Linked DNA regions of Anser cygnoides: region 2 is linked to region 1. A link is a contact called in public Hi-C data. All regions are on one chromosome and are shown on one strand. Each heading gives the region's core, a stretch centred on a gene start, on an enhancer-like site or on the middle of the called end of the contact. The rest is flanking DNA. Distances are from core to core; before and after follow the strand shown. Region 1 holds the start of ST3GAL1 (ST3 beta-galactoside alpha-2,3-sialyltransferase 1). Region 2 holds the start of ZFAT (zinc finger and AT-hook domain containing).

Region 1 (5,851 bases), core at 1,691-4,190:
GATATAAATGCTGTCCCCATTCCAAGGCCAAACTCCATGTAGATGGGCTTACTGGGAAATCTGTCTTCTTATCGCAGCTGATCATACGTGTTTGTTAGGTATTGTACAGAGACACCTATTGACTGCTATAGCTGCCTGTGGAGCAGATTAAATACTTCTGACAAAACTTGAACTGTGAAACTAGGATTATTGGCTACAACTGTACTCGCCACAATTTGTTTGTTCTGACTGGTAAGAGAGTCTGGTGTGAGGAGAGGAAAAAAAAAGTTATAGAAACTCTACGCAGAGCATCTGACTAATAAAACCAAACACAAAAATGCATCCTTATTCTGTGTTCCCTCAGCTGGCACCATAAAAAGCTCCACCAGGTGGTGGGATTAACAGCACTTTAAATTTTCTGTGGAGCTGGATTTGCTCTTACTCCTCTGCTTTCAAAAGCACATTTCTGCTTCACCACACTTTTGAAAATACTTTTGAAAGAAGCTCTTAATAAAAACATATTATTGCTATCATTTAATGACAGCATTTACAATGTATCTGGGATAAAAGATGCTGTTGTAGCCAAGAAGATGGAACTGCTATCTGCATGACCCTAATTTCCCCTCAAATAACTCCCAGTTTTCCATCAAAAGAAAATCAAATTGATAAGCAGATACAAAGCCTTAAACAAAGTGATGTTTAGTGTTAAAAGTTCCCTTCCTCAGCTGAGATGCTATCACCATTACTAATATCATCAAGTTTGGAAGAAAAACTGCAAGCAAGGCTGCAGGTACCTTTCTGGTCGGGATACGTGAAAAATTCATACAAACAGCTGTCTCTACTGCACAGTCCAACTGTGCACAAATTGAGTGAGCCAAAAGAATAGGGAATTGGATTTTTCTCTCCTTTTGCTTTGTCCGAGACTGTGCTCTTACATGCTACTAGCAGAAAGGTAAAATACAAGTATATCAGACAGGAGAGTACTTTAAAAAACTATTGTTATTGAGGAGAAAAAAAAAACAGGTTTGGGAGGACCACAGTCTGGGGCTTTGTCTTTGCTGAGGCAAAGGATTTAAACCTGCTGAAATGTTATCCTACAGCAGCACCAAAATAGAGTAAATAAAGTGAGAAATCGGCAGAGGAAGAGCACCAAGTTCACTGTGGACCCACACTGGAGTTTTTACTGCTTCAGGGATAATCAAGAAAACAAGTGCCCTTAACTTATTAAAAAGAAAAAAATCCACCTTTTTTTTTTTATCCGGTCATTCCCTTCTCCACCCCCCAGCCTCAGCCTGGAAGTGCGTTCAAACAGATTAGAAGCTATCAAGTTCCCAGAAGGGACCTCAAGCACAGCCATGCCCTGCAGATAGCCACCGGCCGCTGCCAAAAGCCAGAGAGGGGCCCTGGGACAAACCCCAGATTCTAACCGGAGAGCAGCTCTGCCGATCCCTTACAAACAGTGGGCAGAGCCCCACGGGCTTTGGACAAAGCCCTAAGAATTGAGGAGGGGTGAACATATCGGCTGCAGAAGGCCCTGGCTGGCATGGACCGCGCGGGACACTAGGAGCGGAGATCCAAGTGTTTCAAAGCAGATGCTTCCCACGACCACCCCTCCAGCTACAGCCATGTCAATAACCCCCAGGAGGAGCGTGCTGCTGCTAACTGAGTATCTTCTCAACTGCCAAGCGGCAGGAAGGCTGCTTAGAGGCGGCTGGCTCTTCATTTTCCCTTCTGTCACCGAAGGGCACCAATGTAAAGGAACTCCTGGGGACAGGATCAGAGGGAAAGGTGGAGTTTCTTTTTCATATCCTCGAATTTCCTGTCTCTTTTCCACACTGAAGTTTAATTTCCTTTTCAAAAAGGGCTTTTGGAGCTTATGAAAATTGACCCAAAAGATTACAAGGGCTTTGTCACCCTTCCAATCTCTCTGAAGGATCCATAATTAGGGAGGTTTTTCCTTTAACATGTGTGCCCAGCAGGCAAATATATAATTTAGACTTACAATTATATGAAAGAGTTATTTCTGTGTGTTGGACACATACACACTCAACCTTGACAAATAGTTGAAAAATCCTGCAAGTCTCAAAGGAGTAAATATGCATCCAGGCATTTTATTTTTTTATTTTTTAACTAGTTTGTTTTCTGTTTCTGCCAAAACTAAAATCAATCATTACAAGGACAAAGGTTCCACGCTCGCTGCTGAGACATCTCCAGCGCAACACCAACACACCTAACAAACAAACTCGGAGATTAGTTATTTATACTCCGCTGGAGACTCATTCTGCGAGCAGGGATGTGCTGGTACCTCAGGCAGCCAGCCTGCTTTCCCCTAACGGAGCAACACTGCCTTCCCTCCCTCGCCGCACAGCCCACCCAAGTGAAAAAAATAAATAAGCAAAGAAATGAATCCATACAAACAGCGGGCTGTGGGACTCCGTTAGGCTTCTCCCCAGCCACCCAGCCACGGAAGGGGGCTGCCCGGAGCCTCTCCGTGCCCCCCAGCCCACCTCTGCCCCTCTGCGGGGATTTTTGGGGGGCGCAGCCCGGCGGGATGGGGCGCAGCCGCCCCGCTCCGGAGCGGCCGGCGGAGGATGCTGCGGGCTCCGGCGGGGCCACCCTCTGCCTCCAGATGATCACAATAACACCGCCACCCCCCCTCCTCCCCCAAAAAAATAAATAATAATAACAACCAACTTAAGCGAACGAGGAGCAGCAGGGGGAGCGGGAGGATTTGCAGGTAAGCGGGGGAGGAGGAGGAGGAGGAGGAAGAGGAGGGAGCCCGGTACTCACGGCGGGGCGCCGGGGGCCGGCTGGCGGCCAAACCCCATGGCCGGGGAAAGGGCGAACCGATCGCTGCCGGATCCTCGCCGAGCTGCTGCAGCCTCCGCTCCCCCGTCCCTCCCCTTCCCTCCCCGGCAGGGCTTCCTGCCCGCTCATATAGCGCGCCCCCAGCCACGTGGAAGGAGCCGGGGCCCCCGGCGGCTCCTCCTCGGAGCCGGGCGAGGCGGAGCCGCCCCCTTCTGCCCCCCCCCCCCCCTCCGCCCCCCTTTCCGCGGCTCTCCGCGGTGCTGCGCGGCTGCTGCGCGGCGCAGGAGGCGCAGGAGGCGCGGGGCGCGCAGGAGGCGAGATGCGCGCACAGCCCGTCCCCGCCGGCCGCCAGCCCAAACTTCGCCCCCGCCCCATCCACCGAGGCGAAATACCTGCTCCTGACACCGCCCTGCGTCGGCCCCCCCCCCCCCCCCCCGAAACGCTTTCGCCCCCCCTCGTTTTCCCCTCCGCGCCCCAAAAGCTCTCCTTGTCTGAAAATTGCGCCCGCGCGGATCCCCGGCGCCGAGCGCAGGAGGGAAAGCGGAGAGAAATTCAGGGCTTCCCGTGGGGAGAGCGCGTTTTGCGTCATTAATGATGATTAAAACAAAAAAAAAAAAAAAAGAGCACATAGTAAATAATGCCTTCTTCGCGTCCAGTATCTGACGTTTTTAAGGTTACTATAAAATGCTGCGGAATTAAAAAGCGTCGTTAAAGAACCCCCAGACAGATACTTGCAACTGGTAAAGTGTCTGGTGAAACTATTTGACGCAATGCCGGCTTTAGGCACCTATCCTGTGGGTGCTCAAAGTCCGTGCAGGTTTCAGCCTCACCAACTTGTTTCCACTCCCTCACTTCTCTGGATTGTCCAGCTTTTCATTTCTATTTTAACTCCGGGATTGCAATTAACAAAGAAATCCTTTGGATTATTCTGAAAGCTCTCTGAGGCCAAAACCAGTGTCAAGTGTTTCAGCAAAATGTAACAATGGGCACCCCAAGGGGAGAGAGCAGATTTGGGCTGGTGTTTGCCCTCCCTGCATTTGCTCTCTTTTCAGTAGGTAACCTGCCATCCTCCAAACAAGCCAACTGCCATCGCGGCTAGGCCAAGAAGCAGAAGTTAAAATAGAAAAATCAGCATTTGCTGTGTACGCAGTTGCCAAGAAGCTATTTCTCCTCGCCTGTGTAAATAAATTGCTGTTCAGCAATGGCTGGCTTGCTCTGAAAGACTCGCGGGGAAGCTAAGCGCTATCACCGTGCTATTGCTGGAGGAAAGAGGAGGCACGGGTGGGAGCGTGGCCAACAGATGCCCCATCCCCAGATCCTCCAATACTTGGGCTGAATAAGACCCAAGGTGTTCGTGCACGCTGAAATGCACTGCAATGGCTGCGTGCTGTCACAGCCAGCATCATGGGAGCGATTGCTGACCCTGCCAGAGCGATATAAATGCTGTCCCCGTTCCAAGGCCAAACTCCATGTAGATGGGCTTACTGGGAAATCTGTCTTCTTATCGCAGCTGATCATACGTGTTTGTTAGGTATTGTACAGAGACACCTATTGACTGCTATAGCTGCCTGTGAAGCAGATTAAATACTTCTGAAAAAAAAAAATTTTGTAACCGTGAAACTAGGATTATTGGCCACAACTGAACTCTGAACTCTGTTCTGACTGGTAAGAGAGACAGGTCATCTACATATATGTTATTTCTGCTGAGAAAATGAACAATATTCTTTATTTAGATGCGCAAGAGGCACTGCAGTTACTTTACACAAATGTCGTCATTAGAACAATGTAATAAGTAGTGAAAACAAGAACGTGAACTTTATAAAGGTATCTGATAGCAATTGACTTTGCCATGTTTGATAGATGGTTTGATCTCAGCCAGTTAGGTCATCTTGCCTTATTTACTTATTTATTTATGTTGCAAACTAAACACTGAACTGCTGTCCTATCTGTTCAGATTTCTCAGAACTGCCGTGGTGTCCTCTGATCCTAAGCCTGCTGTGGCAGCTGAGAACTGCTCAGAGGTTTGAAACAGGTATTTAGATCAGGTCCTCAGCAGCCTCCACAGTGTCCAGAATCTGACTCCGGGGTTAAGGTGCTTTAAAAATCAAGGAGGAAAGAACCCAAAAAAGCATGCAGCATCTTCCTCTGGTTGCTGTTGGTGCTTGTATGGCAAGGAGATGGAAGAGCTCGGTGGGACTGAACGTACGGCCAGTGCTCTCAGCATCTGCTTCACAGCACCTAGATGCAGAACTGTGTCTGAGAGAGCTTTACATCAGTGCAGGATTTCCTTCGATGCCAAACAATTACACAGTGACACATTTTTACCTTCTAGGACTCATTAGTGCTGGACATGGGAGCATCCGCTGTGGGTGGCAGTTGTGATATGGCAGAACTTGCTCTCAATAAATATCTGGGAAAGGCAGAAAAACATTTCAGTGCTGTAGCACATAAAAACACACAGTAAATACCAAAAGCCTGATTTGCAGAAATAAGCAGCAAGTCTGGAGCTCAAGCCAAGCCCTTAGCAAACTCACATAAAAAAAAATCCCAGCAATGAAATACTGCTTTGCTTTTATATTCTTAGATAAATGATTTTTTTTTTTTTTCCTACAAGGACAATATAAAGCCTGAGAGGAATAATAAACACGAAATAGGAATAAAACACAGTGAGGATATTAAAATAGATAAAACTATAGTACATCTCTCAGGATACAGGAAGTTAAATTCACGTAGAAACATTCATTGGCCACAAGCAATTTACTGCAAAACAAACAAATGACAAAAGTACATAAAAAAGAGGGTAAATATAAGTAACCATATGGCAAAGAGGGACAGACGTGGTATACTTTTGGGGTGTTTTGTACACCTGTAACATACACAAACTCCCCAACATCAGTGACCATTCTAGGCAGTGCAGGTATCACCTGCAGAAAGGCACAGCAGTAAAATTCACCTGATTTATCTTCGTGCATCTTGATCCTGTCATGCCTCGAGTACTGTCTACTCCCAGCCACTTCAGCTGCAAATCCTCAGCTTTTCCCAAGCAAAGACTTAAAAACTTGTG
Region 2 (5,851 bases), core at 1,938-4,437, 520 kb after region 1:
TTTTTTTTTTTAAACACCTCACCAGTAACAGACCTGCCTGAAAGCCCAAAGTAATCTGTGTATGAAAGGAGCCTTCAGAGGAGGTAAGTCCCTAGCAAAATAAGCTTTTCAATTTACTTTCACTCCATAAGGGCTTGGAGAGGTTTCCATGAAAGCTCCCTTGACAATGGCAAACAGTTTAAAGACAGCCTCAAAATCAAGGTAAGAAGTGCACTACTCTAAAACAAAAACCTAAGAGGCACAATACACAGCCCTACAACGAGATGGTCCTAAACCACAGACCAACAAAGCAAACCAAACACCACAGCTTATTGCTGCAGAGGTCCATTTTCAGCTTAGAACTCGGGATGCTTTAACTTGAAAATCTAAAAGAAGGGGGAAAAAAAAGTTCTTTTAAAGGTATAAACGTAAGTACAGCCAACAACACAGCACAGTTCGGTAGGAGCTGCAGGTGAATAAATCAGAATCCTCCTAGCTGGGAAGGAGGGAACCGGAGGGTAGGGAAAGGCAAAGAGTTATGAAGGAGGAGATGAAACCTCTGACACCTGGCGGCACTAAGGGACAGGGCTTACTGAAGGGCTGCAGTAGGCCAGGCTGCTGTTGGACACGGGGATCTTGAAGGTCTTTTCTGAGCTAGGGGACTCCAGGACCCCGCTGTCTGCTCACGTTAGCGCATCTGCCCCCACTGCTGTGCTGGAGGAAGAAAAGAACAAACAAGGGGAGGCACTTCTGGGGCTCTAAGGTGGGCGCACATCTGTAGGGATAGCAATGTAGTAGACAAAGCCTTGGGATTATTTGACACAATGGTTTGACATCGTCATCTCCAATGAACAGGTAGAGAAAGAAGGGAGTAACAGGCCGCAGTACTGCTTTTTGACAGATGTGCCAACTTCGGGCAGTTAACTTGAGTTACGAGCAGACTGGGTATCACAAATTACATCGCCTTGCTTCAGAGCTGTCCAAGATACCACCAGAAAGCAGAACCTGCCTCGTGCCTCGTTGTGAAGCTGCCCCAACAGGGAAAAGGCACAAAGCTCTTACTCCTCTCCTCTGTCTGAAGCACATCCTTCCATTCTCACAATACCCCAAAGCACTGTATTTAACCTCTGCATTACTAAATTTGTCAAAAAAAATACTTTAAAACTACTGATGTTTAATCAATGAAGGCAGATATACATATATGATTTTATTTATTAGTTTTTACACACACTAGCTTTCTGTAACTTTTTCCAGAAGTATGTGTAAAGTTCTTCAAAAGAAGACACCCCCTACACACACTTATGTTGCCTAGAGTATAAATTCAGGACTGGATTAAAAGGGATCTTCTATTAACAAGTTTAGACCACTACCAAAGGCAACAAGTCTTCTCCACAAATGGCTCTGTATGAAAACATAATAAAATAAAGAAGCTTATCCGCAGCAGTTCAGAATAATCAATATATCGAATATATAAACAAAGTAGTTTTTCCATCATTTAAAAAGATACATGTCCATAAAGACTTTGCCTTGTTTAACGTTCTAATATCGCCCTCATGTGGTTAAATGCAACACTGCAGGAGCCCCCACAAAAATACACTAGGTTATAGCACTGTAATACCCAAAACATTTGGAAGCCCTCACAGAATGAGCACAGAGGATGCACTCAGCCATCACCTTCAGGATGATCTGGCTGAGATGCTCTGAACCTGGCTTCTGGAAGCACACCCAAAGGAAACGCTCCCTTTGGGTGCAGCATCTATCGGGCACCGAACGCTCACAGCAGATCTGGGTTCAACTGCTCTCACAGTGCTCATTTTATTAAGACAAATGTGCTTGAATAAATGAGGAATTATTATTAGTAGTAGTAAGAGAATTAGTTTCCCATCTAAATCACAGAATCATAGAATCATTAAGGTTGGAAAAGACCTCCAAGACCACCTGGTCCAACCGTCCCCCTACCACCAGTGTCACCCATCAAACCGTGTCCCTAAGCACCACGTCCAACCTTTCCTTGAGCACCCCCAGGGACGGTGACTCCACCACCTCCCTGGGCAACCCGTCCCAACGCCTGACTGCTCTTCCTGAGAGAATATAAAGTGGTCCTGGAATGCTTTTACAAAATAGTACTCAGGCAACACAACACTTGTTGGGTATTCCGCTGTTTAGATTCAAGTTATTCTCCTGTTCCCTCTCTGGCATAAAATTCTGAGCTGTACTGTCTATGAACACTGCCCAGGAGAGCCAGAAATAATTTGGGATCCTAAATATCAATTAAAAATTCATCTCCAGGAATGACAGCTGAAAGCTAGATGTCAGTCTACAGGGCAATTAACCGGCATTAAAGCATTGCAACATCACCTCACAAACCCATACAACAAACACAGGGTTGTGAAACGCAGACAGCACATACACAGTATTATGTTGGCTGTCACGTCTGTGTTACTTCATTTTTTAGGGACATGGTTTATGGGTGATGTTGGTGGCAGGGGGGTGGTTGGACCAGATGATCTCGGAGGTCGTTTCCAACCGTAGCGATTCTATGATTCCGCACGTAAATCCCCACAAAACCCTAACCAACACACGAAGGTGACAGAGCAGTGCCAGAACTCAGCGTTAACTATCACACCCCGCTGAATACTGGGGACACAACAGCTCCGGCGAGCGGCCGAGGACAGCCGAGGGCAGCTGAGGTCCGCTTCAGGACCCGCCGTGCCTCAGCCGCCCCTTCCCCCAGCGGCTCCCTCAGAGCCGCATCACCTCGGGAGCGCGTAATCCTTCCGCCGCCCCACTGCCCCGCGCTGCGCCCCGCTGCTCCCCGACCCTTTTCCAGCAGCCCCGGCCCCCCGTCGCCCTCAGCGGCAGCGCGATGGCTGATAAGGGTGGGCAGGGGGCGGCGGCTGCCCGCCTTCCTCGGGGGACTACTTTCTCACGCGGAGGGGTACGCGCGCCGGGACTTATTTCCTCCCCCCTTCCCTCAGCGCCCGGCCCCTGTCAGCGGCCCCGTGCGCGCTCCCCCGCCCGGCCCGGCCCCGGCCCCGCTCACCTGCAGCCGCAGCCTCCATCACCGGGCGGGGAAAGGGGCTGGGGGCGGCGGCGGGAGGAGCGGGGAGGGGGGCAGCTGACCGAAACCCCAACGGCGCGGCCTGGTCGGGAAAGGGAAGAGCCCAAATTTTTAAAAAAAAAAAAAAAAAAAAAAACCGCTCCGAGCCGCGCGGCCCTTCCTCCTTTAAAAAAATAAATAAAATTATTTTGATGGATTTGGGGCGGCGGGGGGGGGGGGGAAGAGGGGGGGTAAGGCTAGCCAAGCGGCGGGTTATGGCGAATCTGCGGCGCCCGACACGGCGGCTTCTTCCGCAGCGACGGGGGGCGGGGAGGGGGAGAGGGCGGGGCCCGAGGGGGGGGGGGAGGGAGCGGGAGGGGGGCGCGCGCGCGCCCCGCCCAACGGCTGAGGGGCGACCGTTGGGCGGGGCGCGCGCCGCGCCCTCCCCTCAGGCGGAGCGAGGGCTCCCGGCTCCCCTTAGATCACCTCAAAAGCTTCTGTATGTTACATTTACGTCCATTTAGTTCAAAAACGATGAAAAAAAAAAAATCATAGTTTATAAGAACACGCGTGACAAAACTGGAAACCCAGTGGCTGATAATACTGCCTCATGTATACTGGGACGTATTTGTACAAGTTTAACCAAAAAATTCCACAATGTTAAAGGATCTGTAAATAAACACTAGTTCTTAGGGTGTTTCACATACTGTTTACGACTGTGCTGTGTTTTGTAAATTTATTTTTTACGGGAATGTGCCTCAAAAGTTACACACGCCTTAGCCATACTTCATCATGTGTTAGCTATGGTGAATCACACAATTTTTTTCACTCAGCTCCAAAGTTTTTATTCAGATAGTAAGTTCTTTCTTTATTATTTTTTTTTTATTCTTGAAATGAGCCTGATGACAGGTATTTCCATGAGGGAATGGCCTCAAGTTGCACCAGGGGAGGTTCAGGTTGGAAACGAGGAGACATTTCTTCTCAGAAAGAGCAGCCAGGCGTTGGGACGGGTTGCCCAGGGAGGTGGTGGAGTCACCGTCCCTGGGGGTGTTCAAGGAGAGGTTGGACGTGGTGCTTGGGGACATGGGTCAGTGGGTGACATTGGTGGTAGGGGGATGGTTGGACCAGGTGACCTTGGAGGTCTTTTCCAACCTTAATGATTCTATGATTCCATGACAAAATGCAACAAGTTACATCGGAGTACTCACAAACACCCACTTTTACCTCACGTTTTTCTGTTTTATTGCTTTTCTGCTTTGTTTCTACGCTAATAATCACCAAATATCAGTTTTATCACCTTCACTCTTAAATCATCATAAATGTTGTACGTATTCAATATTAATTAACTTAGTATTGAACTCCAGTGTCTGTCACTGTAATTAATTTCAGTGCAAATGACTTCACAGAAATTGCATTATCCTTCCTAAACATTGATGATATTATATTATCTATTTGATTTTTTTGTTGTTGTCATACTGCAGATGTATTCAATTAAGCATAGAGAGCAAAACTTGTGAAAACAAGAATTAATTTTGGCATTAACTCCAGTAATAAACCTAAATAATTTCCTGTTGTAAGAGAAATAATGAATACATATTTACTGAGAAGTTGCCTTTAAAATAACTTACAAATATCGCTGCTTACATGGCATCATGACAAGCAAAATTCAGCCACAGGCAGAAGGCCTCAAAACCTATATATTCCTTAGGCCAGTTTTTAATTTAGAAAACAGTTCTATAATGATCCACATTTTCTAAATACTGCCTCCAGAGCCCCAAACCCAATTCACCACAATTCTGGGACTGAGCCATCTCTCCCATCACTTGGGCATTTTATTCCATCGTAATGCCAAAAATTCTTAGTTGCAAGAGCGATCGGTCTCGGTGGTCTTTTTGTCTTTGTGGAAGCAACCTCTGTACTACCACCATGTCCTTAAAGACGGTCGGGCTGATGTCTGCAATTTTCCTCTTTGCATTACTTTTTTTTTCCTAGGACTTTGAAAGAATTGGGATTTTTATCCTAACAACCAGCTTCACAATTTTATCCTGTACTTATTCTTGTAGGTGTCTTCTGGCCTCCAAAGAAAAACCCGTAACAGGTAAGGATTCATCAAAGCCAATGCCCTTAGATTGCATCTAAGAAGAAGACAGAACAAACTACAACGCTGTAGCCAAAAGGAAGAAGGGTCCCTGTGACTTAAGCCACCAGTGCCTATGGAAAGCGCACTGTTGCCCGATGACTTACAGCAGTGGGGCAAGATGAACGCACAAAAGATGAAAACTACTGGAAACTCCAAAACAGCACAAAAGACACATCCAAACACCGCATCTGCCTGTCAGGCAAACCCAGGACACTCAGGACACGTGATGGGAACTCATCTGCCGTGTCACCACAGGAAGTTCAAGCGTCCTGGTGCTTGTGAATATGGAAGGGCAAGTGTGAGGAAATGAAATAATTTTGTTGCAAAACAAAGTCACCTCTCCTAGCTGGTGCCTTATTCTGTTTTGTTACGCTGCCCGCAGCCTCACAGCGCACTGCACACTGTCAGTCTCTACAGATGCCATGTGAAAGGACAGGAGGGCTGCTGCCAAGGAGGGCTCAGCCACAGACACACTGAGCCTTAGGCCCTAGCAGAAAGGCTTGGAGAAGCTGTACTGCACGAATGTTCACCCACCGATGCTTCTCTGGAATGACTTTCATAAGAGAGCTAATACAGAAATGCAGCGGGGTTTTTTTTTGTGTTTACATCAGGGGCCCAAATACAAGGCATCAGAGAAGGAAAAGACGACCCTTACGTGAGCTGCGGACACATACCTCTGCTAACTTTTCTCC

The links. Hi-C and Micro-C count contacts between places; a contact is called where the count stands out from the background.
Region 2: a contact with region 1 is called in a Hi-C map of liver, with 1.6 times the contacts expected there. The contact joins the promoter of ZFAT here to the promoter of ST3GAL1 in region 1. A contact is called at or near these places in 2 of 7 Hi-C or Micro-C datasets (granulosa cells and liver).

Annotation. Positions count from the first base shown.
Region 1 is chr2:155,771,832-155,777,682 of Taihu_goose_T2T_genome, forward strand. ST3GAL1 (ST3 beta-galactoside alpha-2,3-sialyltransferase 1) reads right to left here and starts at 2,941. Exons shown (of 6, transcript XM_066990761.1): 1 at 2,770-2,941. The coding sequence starts at 2,916. It overlaps LOC106043263 (a long non-coding RNA gene), which reads right to left. Exons shown (of 3, transcript XR_001211591.3): 1 at 5,741-5,851; 2 at 5,113-5,197; 3 at 4,409-5,025.
Region 2 is chr2:156,295,237-156,301,087 of Taihu_goose_T2T_genome, forward strand. ZFAT (zinc finger and AT-hook domain containing) reads right to left here and starts at 3,188. Exons shown (of 19, transcript XR_010828828.1): 1 at 3,023-3,188.